Regions from separate parts of the Sus scrofa genome. Here region 1 is linked to region 2. Evidence: chromatin contacts called from public Hi-C data. All regions are on one chromosome and are shown on one strand. The core of a region is the stretch at or near the end of the contact, and the rest is flanking DNA. Distances in the headings are between cores, read along the strand shown.

Region 1 (6,344 bases), core at 965-3,464, 100 kb after region 2:
GGGTGTAGAAAGTCATTGATCACGGTGGAGCTCCCGGGGATCGGAATTTGAGACTGGGGGGTGGTGGGGGTGGGGACGCGGTTGGTGGGAGGGCGCGGGCGCCTGGCCCGGCCCCGGCTCGCCTCGCTCAGCCACCTGTAAGCAGGCCCCGGGCGGGCGGGACTGCGCTGGCCCAGCCGCCCCTGCGGGCGTGGGGACCGAGAACTGGGGTCTGCGGCTCCGCGCTGCCCACCCTGCCTGCCGGGGGCTCCCGCCGCAGCTGCCCCTACCTGTTTGTCGGCCGCTCTTCTCCCTTCCCCAGCTCTGCTGGCTCACACACACACACACACACACACACACACACACACCCCCTTCCGCGCTCCCCGCACCCCGATGCTGCATTGTCCGCCGCGCCCCGGGTTTCCCTCCGCGGAGAGGAGCCCGCGCCCCCCGAAGTTTCTCCCCACTCGTCCACCACGCCGCCACTCCGTCCCTCCACGGCAGAGCGACGCAACGCGCTGGAAACTCACCAGACACACTTAGGCATGGCAGAAAATAGAACCCAGTTGAGAAAATTAAAAAATCGACCACCCTAGCAGCAATCAAAATGCGCTCTGCAGAGCCCCAGAGCCTGGGGTGCCTCGGCCCGCAGGCGGCCGCAGGGGGCGTGCGCAGGGGGAGCCGGAGAGAGGACGGGGCGCGGGGGTGGCACCCACCTCGGCCAGGGCATTGGCGAGGTATCCACAGCCGAGGAGCAGCAGACAAGCCCAGGTCCTCATCGCGTCCCGAGGCGCTGGCGGCTCGGCGGGGAGTCGAGGCCGCGGGGCGGGCGCTCCAGCCGGGCTCCTGTGGCGGCGAAATTCAGTACCATCCCTCAGGGAGCGCGGCCCGGAGGAGGGTGGCGCGGAGAGCAGGGAGCCAACGAGCGCGCCCGGCGCGAGCAGCGAGTGCGGAGAGGCAGGCAGCGCCAGCGAGGAGGAGGAGGAGGAGGAGCAGGGAGTGCGCGCTTGCCGCGCCCGCCGCGCCGGGAGCCTCCTGGGCTGCCGGGTAGGGGGTGGGGACGGAAGGGGCGGAGGGCGGGGGTTGGGCCTCTTCCTTGGTGCGTTCCCGGTGCTGGCCGCCGCCGCGCTCGCTCCCCGGCGCTGGCTCTAGGAGCGACCAGGCCGGTAATTCTGCATATTTGCGGGCATCAGCCCCGAAAGGGACCCCGGAGCCAGGCTGGAGCTGCTGCCGCTGCACCACCCATCACCTGTCTGGACGCCCGGCCAGGCCCGGAGCGGGCTCGCGCTCTCCCTGCGGGCTGCGGGCGGCCCTGCGCGCCCACCGCCGGCCCCGCGCTCGCCTCCGGCCTCCTCCCGCCGCCGCCGCCGCCCGACCGGGCACGGCGCGGCCCAGCACGGCGCGGCCCGGCGGCCTGCGTGCGCCCCTCCGCGGCGCGCCCTCGGCTCCGGCGCCGCGCTCCGCCCTCCGCCGGCCCGAGCCGGGCAGCGCCCGCGGCCGCGCCGCCTGGCAGCCGCCGCCGGCCCGGGGCCTTGCCGCGCGGGCCTGAGGGCGGCCGCAGGGCCGGGCCGGCGCCGCCGCTGCTGGCAGGAGAGGAAGAGGAGGAAGGAGGCGCGGGCAGGCCCGGCTTGCCGGAGTTGTGCGGGCTCCGCAGGGCGCGCGTGTGGAGCCGGCCGGCGGCGGGGAGGGGGTTATAGCGCCGCCGCCGCCGCGCCCCTCCCCCGCCCCCTCCCCCTCGCCTCCCCCGTATTCCGGGCCCCGGACCCGCACCTCGGAAGCGCGCGGGGGCCGCACGGGCCGGGCAGGGCCCGGCCGCCGCCGCCGCCGCCGCAGTGAGCACACACACGCGCTCACGCAGGCAGTAAAATCCATCAAGGCCCCGCGCCCCGCTCCGAGCACAGCCGCGGGGGCTTCGCTTGCCGGCCGGGACTGCCCGCGCGCCCCTCCCTCGAGCTTGCCCACCCTCCAGTGCCAGCTGCAGTCCTGCAGCACCGGACGGGGAGGGGAGGAGGCCGCCGCAGAAGCGCCGCCGTCGCCGGCTCGCCTCTCTCGGGCCCCAGCGGCGGCAGAGGGCAGCGCCCAGAGCTGCTACGCCAAAAAGGGCAAAAGCGAGCCGGCCCCCGCCCCCCGCCCTGGCGCTCCGGCCTCTCTCCACGGTTCGGATCCTGGGCCCCTGCCTCCCCTTCTCCATAAAAGGAGGGGGAGGGAATCTTTGGTGAGAGGTGGGGCGGGTTTAGCCGCGCGTCTGGGGCACTCACCTGGCGGCTGCCACGCGCCCCCGCCCAGAATCCGATGCCTGGGGCATCTGAATGGGGAACCTCCACCCACATTCCGAGATGGGAGCGCGCCCGGGTCGGAGCAGGGGGCTGCAGCGGGCCTCGTCCCCACCCTGGGACCCCAAGTCCCCACTCCCTCGTGCAAGGCCGGGCCGCGGCCTGAGCCGGGAACCCGAGGGGAGGAAGGGAACGAAGAGAAAAGAGCCGCTCGTGAGGAACCCCGGAGTCTGAGCCTCCGCGCCAGGATCCGCTGGGCGCACAGAGCGCCACCTCCGGCCGCGGCGCCGCACAGAGCGCGATGCGGGGGCGCGATGCGCGGGAGGCCGAAGCCTGAACAGGGCTGGACGGCTCCCCCGCCACCATAAGGGCGGTGCGCCGGGCTGTGGATTCCGCCTGTCTAGGCCAGGTGGGATCGCACCCCGGCGGCGGCCTCTCGAGGGGGCGGACGAGCCCCGGTACCAGGGCTAGACGGGTGATGGGCTATGCGATCCCGAAGCTAGAGGGCGAGACCCTTTGGAGGCGAGGAGACTTCCGAATGAGTGGGTGGGCGGCCGAAAAAGAAGTCCCTCCCGCCCTGGCCCTCCACCCCCTGCCCCGATCCTGCGGATTAGGCCCTGCCCGCCGCGGCCGCCCTCCCGCCGAAGGCAGTAAAGACGCAACCCTGCGGGCGGTCTTTCATCCTGGTTTGGCGGGCACCGGCTTTTCAAAGGCTGAGTCCGGTGGGCGCTTGGGGTGGGGGGGGGGCGCTAGCCTGCCCCTAAATACGTGGGGGGAAGGGCGAGCCTTTCCACATGCCTCCACACCTGCAGACCCCCCAAACGCACCTGCCTCCCCACTGTAGCCCCACCTGCGACCCCTCTCTCTCAAACGCGCTCTCGGGGAGGCTGGATCAGGGAGGACCCAGGCACACCTGGGGAACACTTGGAAACGTCTAAAAGCACGTGAGGGACAGTGGTCGTCCATCCAGGTGGACCTTACAGACCCCTGGATGGTTTCTGGAAGGGCACTGCCAGGACTCAGACTGGACCCCCAGCGGAGCCCTCTGTGGCTTAACTCAGAGGCTTGAGCCTCAGATTCCTTTCGGGCAGAGGGGATGCGGGGACATTGCTTTGGGGTTAAAGGACTCGCTTTGACAGCGGGTGTGGGGATGAGGGAGGAAAGGTCACCTTTATTGCAGGGTGGGGGCGGGGCCTTCCCTCCTCTCTGTAGAGGCTCGCTGAGTCCTGGGGGGCTGCCACCCAGAGCAAACCTTCCCGAGTGATTCCCTCTGGGTCTCTTCTCCGCCTGGCACTTCAAGGGCTCCCAGTTCAAGTGCGGGGCGGAGGGAACGATCTGGGGACGGGGAAGGGGGGCGCCTGCTACGGGAACTCGGGCCGAAGCTTGGCGGGGAGCCGGGCAGCTTGGGTGCATCCTCGGTCCAGGGCTGAGATCTGTGGGGGGCGGCGCAGGCATCCCTCTAATCGCTGGCCGCTATTAAAAATAAAACCGCGGCGCGTCGTCGTCATAGCGACCACGGCAACAGTGGCAGCGCGAGGGTGGCACAAACTTGTACAGCCGCCTTTGGGGAAGACTGGGGCGCTCGCATATCAAGGCTCTCCCTGAGGGTGCACAGGGGCCTCCCCCCACCCCGACCCAGCCCGCCCCACCCTCCCGGTCCTCGGAAGAAACTGGCAGAAGCAGATCCCTAGAGGCTGTTTCAGAGACCTTGGACCGACTTGACCGAGAGGGCACCAACTTGGATGAGAACCCACGACCGCGGACTCGCTACAGAGCCCCGGTCCCTCTCGCCAAACCTCCTCCCCCTTTCAGACCCCAGCGTCCTCATCTCTGGAGAGGGGGCTAACGGAGGAGGCGGTTTGGGATGCTCCGCGGGAGAGGGGACCCTTCATCCGTCTGGAGGCCAGGCGCACGGCGGCTCCAGCACCCGCCCAGCCTTCCTGTCGGCGATTCTTGCCGCTCAGGCGTGGTCACATGCTTCTTTGTGCCCAGGAATCGAGTTTCACTTCCAGCCGCTATTAGGCGGTTCACACGGTTCACTGCAAACATTTGATAAAGAGGCTAAATATACATCGTAGTCGGAGGAGGCGTGGGCGGCCGTGCCGAGCGCGTGGGCGCGGCGCTCCAGGCTCCGCTGGGCATCCCCGCCCAGGCCCGGAGGCCCGCTCAGACCCCTAACAAATCCCCCCCCCCCCCGCCCCTCGCGCCACCCCGCCTCCGACAATTCCGACCCCAGGCCGAGGAACCGCCTGCCCGGCCAGCCAGAGGGCCCCGGCGGAAGAAGGGGGCGCTTCGGGGAGCTCTGGGGTGGGGAGGTGAGGGCGCACCTGGCGGCCGGACTGTCCGGTCGCCCCCGGAGCCGGTGCTTCCGCTCGCGGGCTATCTCGGGCATCCCCGGCGCGGTCCGACGTGCCGGCAGGCCCATAATTAAAGTGAGTCAGGTGCTCCAAATAGGTGGAGAGAGGGGGCCCGCCGCGCAGCTGCAGTGACTGTCTGGGCGTCTGCCCCCTCGCTGTTTCCCTCTGGGCACCGCCCATGACCCCCACACCCAGGGAGGAGTGGGAGGGCCTTGGCCATTCCTCAGAGCCGTGTAGAGGGCTGGGGGTGGGGGGTGCCTTTGCTAAGGACCCGTCACCCAGCCCAGCCATCTCACCCCCTTCCAGCTCTGCCCTGTGCAGTGGGACCCGGTACCAGTTGGCGCTCCATTACTGCTGCTGTCATTTTTCTCGAGGTGGGAGTCATCACTAGCCTCTCCTGGCACCTCGGTCTCTGAGGGAGCCCCACGAGAGCAGCGCCATCCCACCTCCCATTTTACAGGTGCCAGGAGTTAAGCATTTGCCCACAGCCCCAGAGCATAGTCCCAGGCGGGCAGCTCCCTGGCCCCGGCTGCTCTGCCAGAGCTCAGAGGGGCCAGGGGGCAGGGGGCACTCAGGCCGCTCGTCCTGCGGTTCTCGGCCCCGTGGGAAGGATGCTGTGGCTGACAGTAAAGGCACCCAGACTGAAGCCATACCCACCTGATCCCCAGTCCCAAGGTGCTCTAGTTGCCCTCTGCCCCTTGGCCTTGGCCTTGGTGGGGCAGTTTGTCCCTAGACTTCCTCGATTCTCTCCTCTCATCTGGAAAATTGGGACCAATAGCCTTACTGGGAACGGCTATCCCCCGGCGGCATTGAGCCAGAAAAACAGCAGGGTGCACACACCTGCGGGTACGTACCTGGTGCCCCAGCGCAAGGGCACAGCTGCCCAGCTGCCTGCGCCTGGGTCTTGCAGATGGGGGCCAGTGGGCGACCCAACGCAGGCCTCTGCCCGGTGCCAGAGTGGATTTCGGAGCAATTTGTAATGAAGAAAGTCCACATTCTCTATCTCTGGGCAGGGAGTCCTTGGTTCAGGGCAGTTACTGCAGGAGCAGCCTCAGCTGAGTGGGCACGGCTCCTGAAGATCAAATGTGCCCTGCAGGCATTAATTAAGTCATGATCTCAGGCTGCCCCAGGCCCTGCTGGGGATCAGGCCTTTCCAGTCCAGGCTCCCCGGAAAGGGAGCTGAGCCCGCCAGCAGCCAGGGGGGCGTTCTCAGTGTGCTTTGAACTCCTTCTTAAATATCTTAATTCTCTTTTTTAAATGCACAAACTGCAAGGATGTTTTAAATAAATGAGCCCACGACCATTCTGGGAGTGAAGAACTATATAGGGAGCACGTGGGCCTCAGAAACGGAGGCCCGACCTAGGCTGTCCAGTGCGGGGGCCGCCAGCCCCAAGAGGCCGTTGCGCAGCCTACAGGGCTTGGTGTGGAAGGAGAGGGTGATCTTTCTCACTGGTAATTTTTATATTAATTATCTGTTGACATGATAACAATTTTTGGTGGGTTTTTTATGGTTTTATTTTTTTGTCTTTTTTTTTTTTTTTTTTTTTTTTTTTTTTTTTTAGGGCTGCACCCACGGCATATGGAGGTTCCTGGGCTAGGGGTCGAATCGGAGCTCTAGCCGCCAACCTACACCGCAGCCACACCAGATCCGAGCTGCATCCGTGACCTGCACCACAGCTCACGGCAACGCCGGGTCCTTTACCCACTGAGCGAGGCCAGGGGTCGAACCTGCAAC
Region 2 (6,241 bases), core at 911-3,410:
GAGAGGGGTGCCCAGAGAAGGCAGCAGGCCCTACCAGCCCCCTAAGTCCACCTGCTTAGTTAGCAGGAGCCTGGGGTTTCCTTCCACAGAGGCCCCGTCACCAGCTCAGAAGCCCTGTGTTTTTGAAAATGCCCTGACACACACCTCGCGATTCTGGAAGCTTCAGTCGATCGGCAGGAACGAGTAGCGCTTACTAAAACCCCGCGCAGCCTCCCTCATCGAACAAAATTAATCAGTAACAAGTGTGATGCTGTGAAGTCATTTCCCAACACGGTAGCTCGGGGAGCCCTATCTGATCGGCCTGCCTGGAGGCCTCCGGGGTTCTCCTGGTCTGTGTGCGCGCGGCGAGCGCTGCACGAGGCGTGTGTCTGTGGCTGAGTTACGCTCAGGCCTTGTTCTGCTGGACATTCCCCGCTGACCCGGGGAGTATCGCGGCCTCAGACCCTCTCCGTGCGGCAGCTTCTTTGCAACGTCCCTGCTCACTCAGAGGCCACCTCCCTGGAGGGGACCCCGCCCCACCTTCGGAAGGGAATGCCCACCCCTCGGACTCCCACCACCCCCTCCCTCGTGTCCTCACAACATGGGTCGTAATTGGTTTCCTTACTTGGGTGTCACCCCCTGCCAGCAAGACCACACCTGCTTCCTTCCCAGTAAGGCCCAGAGCTCAACAGAGAAGGGCTTGGCTCGAGCCTGTGAACCGGCTGCCTGAGGGGATGCTGGGGGGGTGGCCACGGAGAGCGGCCACAGCGGGGGTCCTGCTGGGTGGACGAGAGGAGGAAAGGAGAGGCTGCGGGGCCTGGGCCCTCCGTGGTGGAGGGGCCACTGCTCTGAGGGCAGAGGGAGAGCCCGTCGCTGGACCGGGCAACGGGGCTTGTCTGGCCGGGTTGCGGCGCCAGGGGCCTGCCCTGGACAAGGGGCGCCCTGGCCGGGGAAGGGCCCGCTCACTGCCCAGCCTGCTGTAAGCGGACAGCTGACCGTCCCGTCGACCTCGCGGCAGCCGAGGGGGGCTGTGAGCCCCGACGCCGGAGATGAACAGCATGGAAATGAGCTCAGAAGTCCCAGGTGTCAGAGCCAGGGTGGGGCCCGGGTGCCATGGCCAAGGTCACAGCCACGACGCTCTCCCCTCCAGTGTACAGAAACGTGTCTTGACAGTGAGGGAGCCGGCCTCAAACCGGCCTCCCGACCTTCCTCCCCACAGCGCAGTGGGAGGCAGGGCGGGACTCCAGGGGTGACCGGCCCCTCGACAGAATCTAGAAGCCGACCCCTGGGCCTCCTGGCTCAGCCTCGGTTTTGGCTTCTTCCTAAGGCGGCAACAGCCCCACCTGCTTCTCCTCCACGGCTGGGAGTCAGGGCTGGGCCGGGAACAGGCCTGATGGGCCAGCGGAGGCCATGTGCCCATCACCTGCGGGCACTGGAGGCCTGAGCAGGGCACACTGGGTGGTCCAGGCCAGGGTCTGCACTGCAGGCTTGGGTGGGAACGGTCCCTGCCGGGTCATTACGGGGCCTCTGGTGGGAAGAGGAGGGTACTTCTTTCTCTAAGTCAGGACACCCGGGGACGGAACCCCCATGCCGCTCCCAGGTCCCCCTCCTGCCCACGAGTCAGTACAGCTCCGTCCTCCTCCTCAGGCAACTGGGCCTGAGCCTCAGCCTTCAGAAGATGCCCTGGATCTGAGCACCACTGCCCGCTGGCCACTCAGCCAACCTCTGTCCTCCCTCTGGGTTAGAACTGCAGCCTCTGGTGCCCCTGGGCCTCAGCCCGAGAGATGCCGGCTGGGTCCCATGGCGCCAGCCCCCATCCAACTGTTCTTTAAATAAACCCTTTATTTTAGGATGTTTTTAGATTTACAGAAAAACTGTGAAGATGGTACAGAGAGTCCCTGAACAGCCGGCGCAGCCTCCCTGTCGGCGGGCACGAGCAGGGGGCCTCTGCCTCGGATAACGAGGCGGCGATGCCGACAGGCTGTCGCTGGGGGGCCGAGACTTCGTCTTCCTGCTGGGCTCCTTGCTAGCTCCAAACCTGCCTGGCGTTTGGAACCCAACCACTGTATTACCTGTTAATTCAGTTGTTTACTTTCTCTTTCAGGCGTGTCCAGGTCCCGCCCTGGGCCAGGAGTGGATCCAGACGCGGGACTCTGAGGTCTGCGGCCGGGTCAGGCGGCTGCAGGTGCCAGCCCAGGTCGGGGGGGCAGGGGGAGGGCGGTGGGGACACACTTGAGCGCTCGTCCAAGGCCCGGCTCTGCCGAGGCATCAGCCGGCCTGGCCTCAGCGCTGACAGCAGACTCAGTGGGGACAAGGTCCAGGGCCGAATCTTCAGGAAGGGCGGGCGTTTTTCCCAGGCTTCCCTGGGGGCTCATTATTGGGGCGGATAACCAACCGCGTTTGCTTCTTGGCCTCTGGGGACAGGCCTGCCGCAGCCCAGCTCACAGAGCTGCTCTCTGGGGAAAAGGCCATTTGAAGTGTGAAAACAGCCACCTGGGCTGGGCCGGGAGGGGCCCAGGCTCACCCCCTCCCTGACGGGGAAGGTCGGGTCGTTTCCCAGGAAAGTGCGGCCATCCCGACGGCTTCAGGGCCAGGAAGCAGCAGCCTGCGAGTTAAGAAGGACACTGGGCCCGGCCTGGCTTCCACAATCCCCCCCAAGCTGTATGAGGCGGTGCAGGCCGGGGATCCCAAGCTGAGGGGTGCGGGGGGGCTTGGGGTGCTGAGGAGGCTGTGCCTTGACCTCTGCCCTGGCGCCCACGCTGCCCGTACACCTGCAGGGTGCCCTTCTCTGGCTCTCAGGGGGGTACCACCTGCAGGGACGGCCCTCGCAGCCTGTCCTGCTTCCGGCCCCGCGTCTAGAGCAGGGGCCTGCCCCATCTGGGGTGGAGGCTCTAACTTGACCGGAGGATTTACTCCGGGGGAGCCCCCTGGACTGGACAGTTCTGGGTTCCAAGTTCATCCTGGGTTCTCTGTCCAACCCCTCTTTGGGGGGTCCCTGACCCCGCAAGTCCCCGACATTTTGTGGTGGGACGAGGATGCTGGGCCCCCAAGGAAGGGAGCAGAGGGCCCACACCTCCCTTGTGGGCCAGGCCCGGTGGGGGCATCAATTGTCCTGAGGGCTGGCACCACGGCCCCGGCCTGGCCGCCCCCTCCCACCGCCGCCGGCCCTCTGAAAGGCCTTTTCATTCCTGTGTGGACAGCGCCACTGGCCGCATCAAAGAGCTTCTATGGAAAGTCATATTTTTCCCCAAACCAGAAAAGTTCAGGCTCAGAGCGCAAACATTCAGTTCATTATTGAGAAACAACAAGTCCTCGGGGTCCCGGTTATCGGATCAAAGCTCAGAAATTAAATCTCCAGAAGAGGAGGCGGCCTGGGATCAGCAGATTTGTGTTTGCTTATTTTTTTCATTCGGCAGCTAAAAAAAGGGACTTGAAATCTGCCTAGCGGTTTGGAAGTCTGGCCGGGGTTTGCGAGCGGCAAGGAGACGGCGCGCTCCGGAGCCCCTGGTTGTGGGGCTGGAAATATTTAGTTGACATGACAATGGAGACAGCTTGGCCGCGTGTCAAGCGCGGGTCTCCGGGAGCGCTCTGGCCCCGCGCCCTCCCTGTCCACACGCGTGCAGACACGTGTGCGCACACAGGTGTCCTCTGCCGTAGGAGCTCACGGGCGCGTCTGCGCCTGGGGACGCACACGTGTGTGCGCACAGGGGCCCTCGGACGGAGGCGCACGCGGGCACACGCACACATGCTTGCTCAGAGCAACCCGCGTGGAGTCCGGAGGCTCAGCTCTGTGCTGTCACCAGGGCCTGACATTGTCCTACGACCTGGAAAAACAGCCCCTGGGACCTCCTGCCCCTCACGCCCATGGGAGGGGGAGCTGTGAGCTGCGCCAGGACCTGCCAAGAGGCTTGTGGGCCCCAAGGGGCAGGGGGGCGGATGGTTTTTTGGGGCCACTCCCTCACGCCGGGAGAATCGATGCCCCAGCACTGCCGGGGCCCCTGCCTCACCACCCGGCAGCCCCGGAGGGAACAAGCCTCCACACAACTACGAGGATGCAGGGGCCCCGCAGGTGGACGCCGGGCATGCTGGGAGCCTCGGACGCGGCCGGAGTCAGGGCCCAGGTGTGGACAGTGTGGGTGCCAGCACACCCCAGGGTGGACGCTTGGCCGCCAAGGGGGCCTTGGGTCTGGTACCCAGTCTCCCCTGCCGGTAGAGTTCTCCCAGAATCCCATCTCCAAGTTGAGCACCAAGCAGCAAATACAGGGAAAGAAATGGAAAACAGCTGGAAATGTAGACAACGTGACTCACTTTTTTTTCCTCAAAAAAAAAAAGATAAAAATAGTGTCACAGACAAGTTCGTTTTCTAGGCAATGTTATTTTAGGCGGCGTGTATTAATGGCATGAGAATTAGTGCAAATTAAGCAATTAGGCTCAGGCTGGCAGCGGGGCTGACAGGCACTGACAGACGCGGGATTCCATGTTCCCGGGCCTCGGGAGTGCGCTGGACGGCTGGGGCGCTGGACGGCCTGGCCTGGACATCCCAGGGACGCTTGTGCTCTGGGCGGCCCAGAGGGGCAGAGCAGGGGCAGAGCAGGCCCCGTGAGCCCCGCCTGGGCAGATCCTCGGGGAAGGAGAGGTGGGCCCAGCCCCCAGAACTCACTCTCCCCCCTGGTTGCCCAGGGGCCAACCTACCCAGCAGGAGACCGGCTCCACGCCCTCCGGAGGAGTTGGCCCGGCTCCGAGAGAGCTGCCGGCCCCTTTCACAGACCAGAAACCCAGGCCCATAAAGGGAACCTGACTCTCTGAGCCGCAGAGCTGGGCACCTGTCTCCCTCACCAGCACACCTTTCCAGGCCTCAGGAGGGACCTGCCAGCCGGGCGGTGAGGGTGGCAGTGTCTGGAGCATGTGCTGGCCGTGGGGTGGCAACCCCTGGAGTCCTTGGGGTGCTTCTGGCTGGGTGCCAGGCACATCTGGTTCGGTGCTGCCACATGGCCCAGGGCGAGCCCCTCCCCAGCTGTTCTCTGTACAGCAGAAGAGGCTCTTGGGGCAGCTGGGAGGGCTCACAGAAGTCATGCATGTACCTGTCTGCACTGCTGTACCCATCGGCACCCCCGTTCCTGTCTGTACCCCTCTGCACCCCCATACCTGTCTGCACTCCTGTGCCTGTCTGCACCCACGTACCTGTCTGCACCCTTGTACCTGCCTGAACTCCTGTACCTGGCACACAGGTGTGCACTAAACGAAAGCATTACCGCAGTAGGCCCAATGTTTGAGGAATGGGGTGCCCTGAAGGGCTCCAGGTTAGGGGTTTTGTGAAGGTCCTGGGGCTGCTGGAGTGACCACACCCTGGACAGCTCAAACAACGGAAATGTATTCAGAAGCCAGAAGTCGAGGTGCTGGCAGGGCTGGCGCCTGAGGCTGAAGCAGCACCTGGTCCAGGCCCCGCTCCGCGCTCCTGGTGGCTGCCGGCATTCTCAGCGCTCCCAGGTGTGTGTGTGTCACTGGATCGCTGCCTCCTTTGTCACGTGGCCTCCTCCTGAGTCCGTCTTCTGATAGGGACACCAGTCACGCGACACAGGGCCGACTCCAGGTCCAGGATGACTTCACCTCCGGGTCCTGACCACATACCGGTGCAGAGACACCCTATTTCTGAATAAGGCCCCGGCTGAAGGCGGAAGATGTGTGTCCCCCTCAAGTCCACACACTCGGTCCCATCCCCCAGCGTGACAGTGTTGGGAGGTGGGGCCTTCGGGGGGATACGCGCGTCCTCATTAGATGAGGCCCTCGCCCCTTCCTGCACATGAGGACACGGTGCCAGCATCGCGGGCTCGCGGGGACTGCACGACTCCTGGCAGCCTGGACGTTCGGAATCCAGCTCGGTTTACTGCCCTTAGTGGACCCGGGCGCGTGGACGTTTGAGCTGCCGGCGGGACGGGCCACGACAGCGCGGCCTTGAGGACAGCCTCCACTCCCCATAGACCCACAGGGGCCCCCGCTGCTCAGACGCACACTGATGCCCCCCACATTCCTTGACCAGCACGTGTTTGTGAAAGAACCACGTCCTGCAGGTTCTGCCCCTGACGGCCCCTGCTCCAGGGGCTTCTCGGCTGCTCCCCAGCACCCAGCACCCTGTCCACCGCTCACCCGTCCTCAATCCGCGGGGAAAACAGGCCTGGCAGGCGGGGTGCGAGCCCGTCCCTGGCCCCAGCTGTGGAGCAGCTGAGCTCATTGGAAACAGGCTGTGGCCTGAATGCCGCCCTTG

What was found. Hi-C and Micro-C count contacts between places; a contact is called where the count stands out from the background.
Region 1: a contact with region 2 is called in a Hi-C map of liver, with 5 times the contacts expected there. The contact joins the promoter of PDGFA here to the enhancer-like site in region 2. A contact is called at or near these places in 17 of 47 Hi-C or Micro-C datasets (alveolar macrophages, brain, embryonic fibroblasts and 11 more) and 1 of 2 datasets of contacts at active chromatin or transcription factors (skeletal muscle).

What each region holds. Positions count from the first base shown.
Region 1 is chr3:320,753-327,096 of Sscrofa11.1, forward strand. It overlaps PDGFA (platelet-derived growth factor subunit A), which reads right to left and starts at 2,215. Exons shown (of 6, transcript XM_021085925.1): 1 at 1,750-2,215; 2 at 696-825. The coding sequence starts at 1,851.
Region 2 is chr3:220,546-226,786 of Sscrofa11.1, forward strand. No RefSeq gene overlaps it. Among named protein-coding and RNA genes, the nearest start is that of FAM20C, 65 kb to the left of the region's middle. Within about 2 kb of position 2,161, at least 17 of the 83 cell types and tissues checked have an H3K27ac peak or open chromatin away from gene starts, as enhancers often do. A contact at or near this core is called in liver, where this site is marked.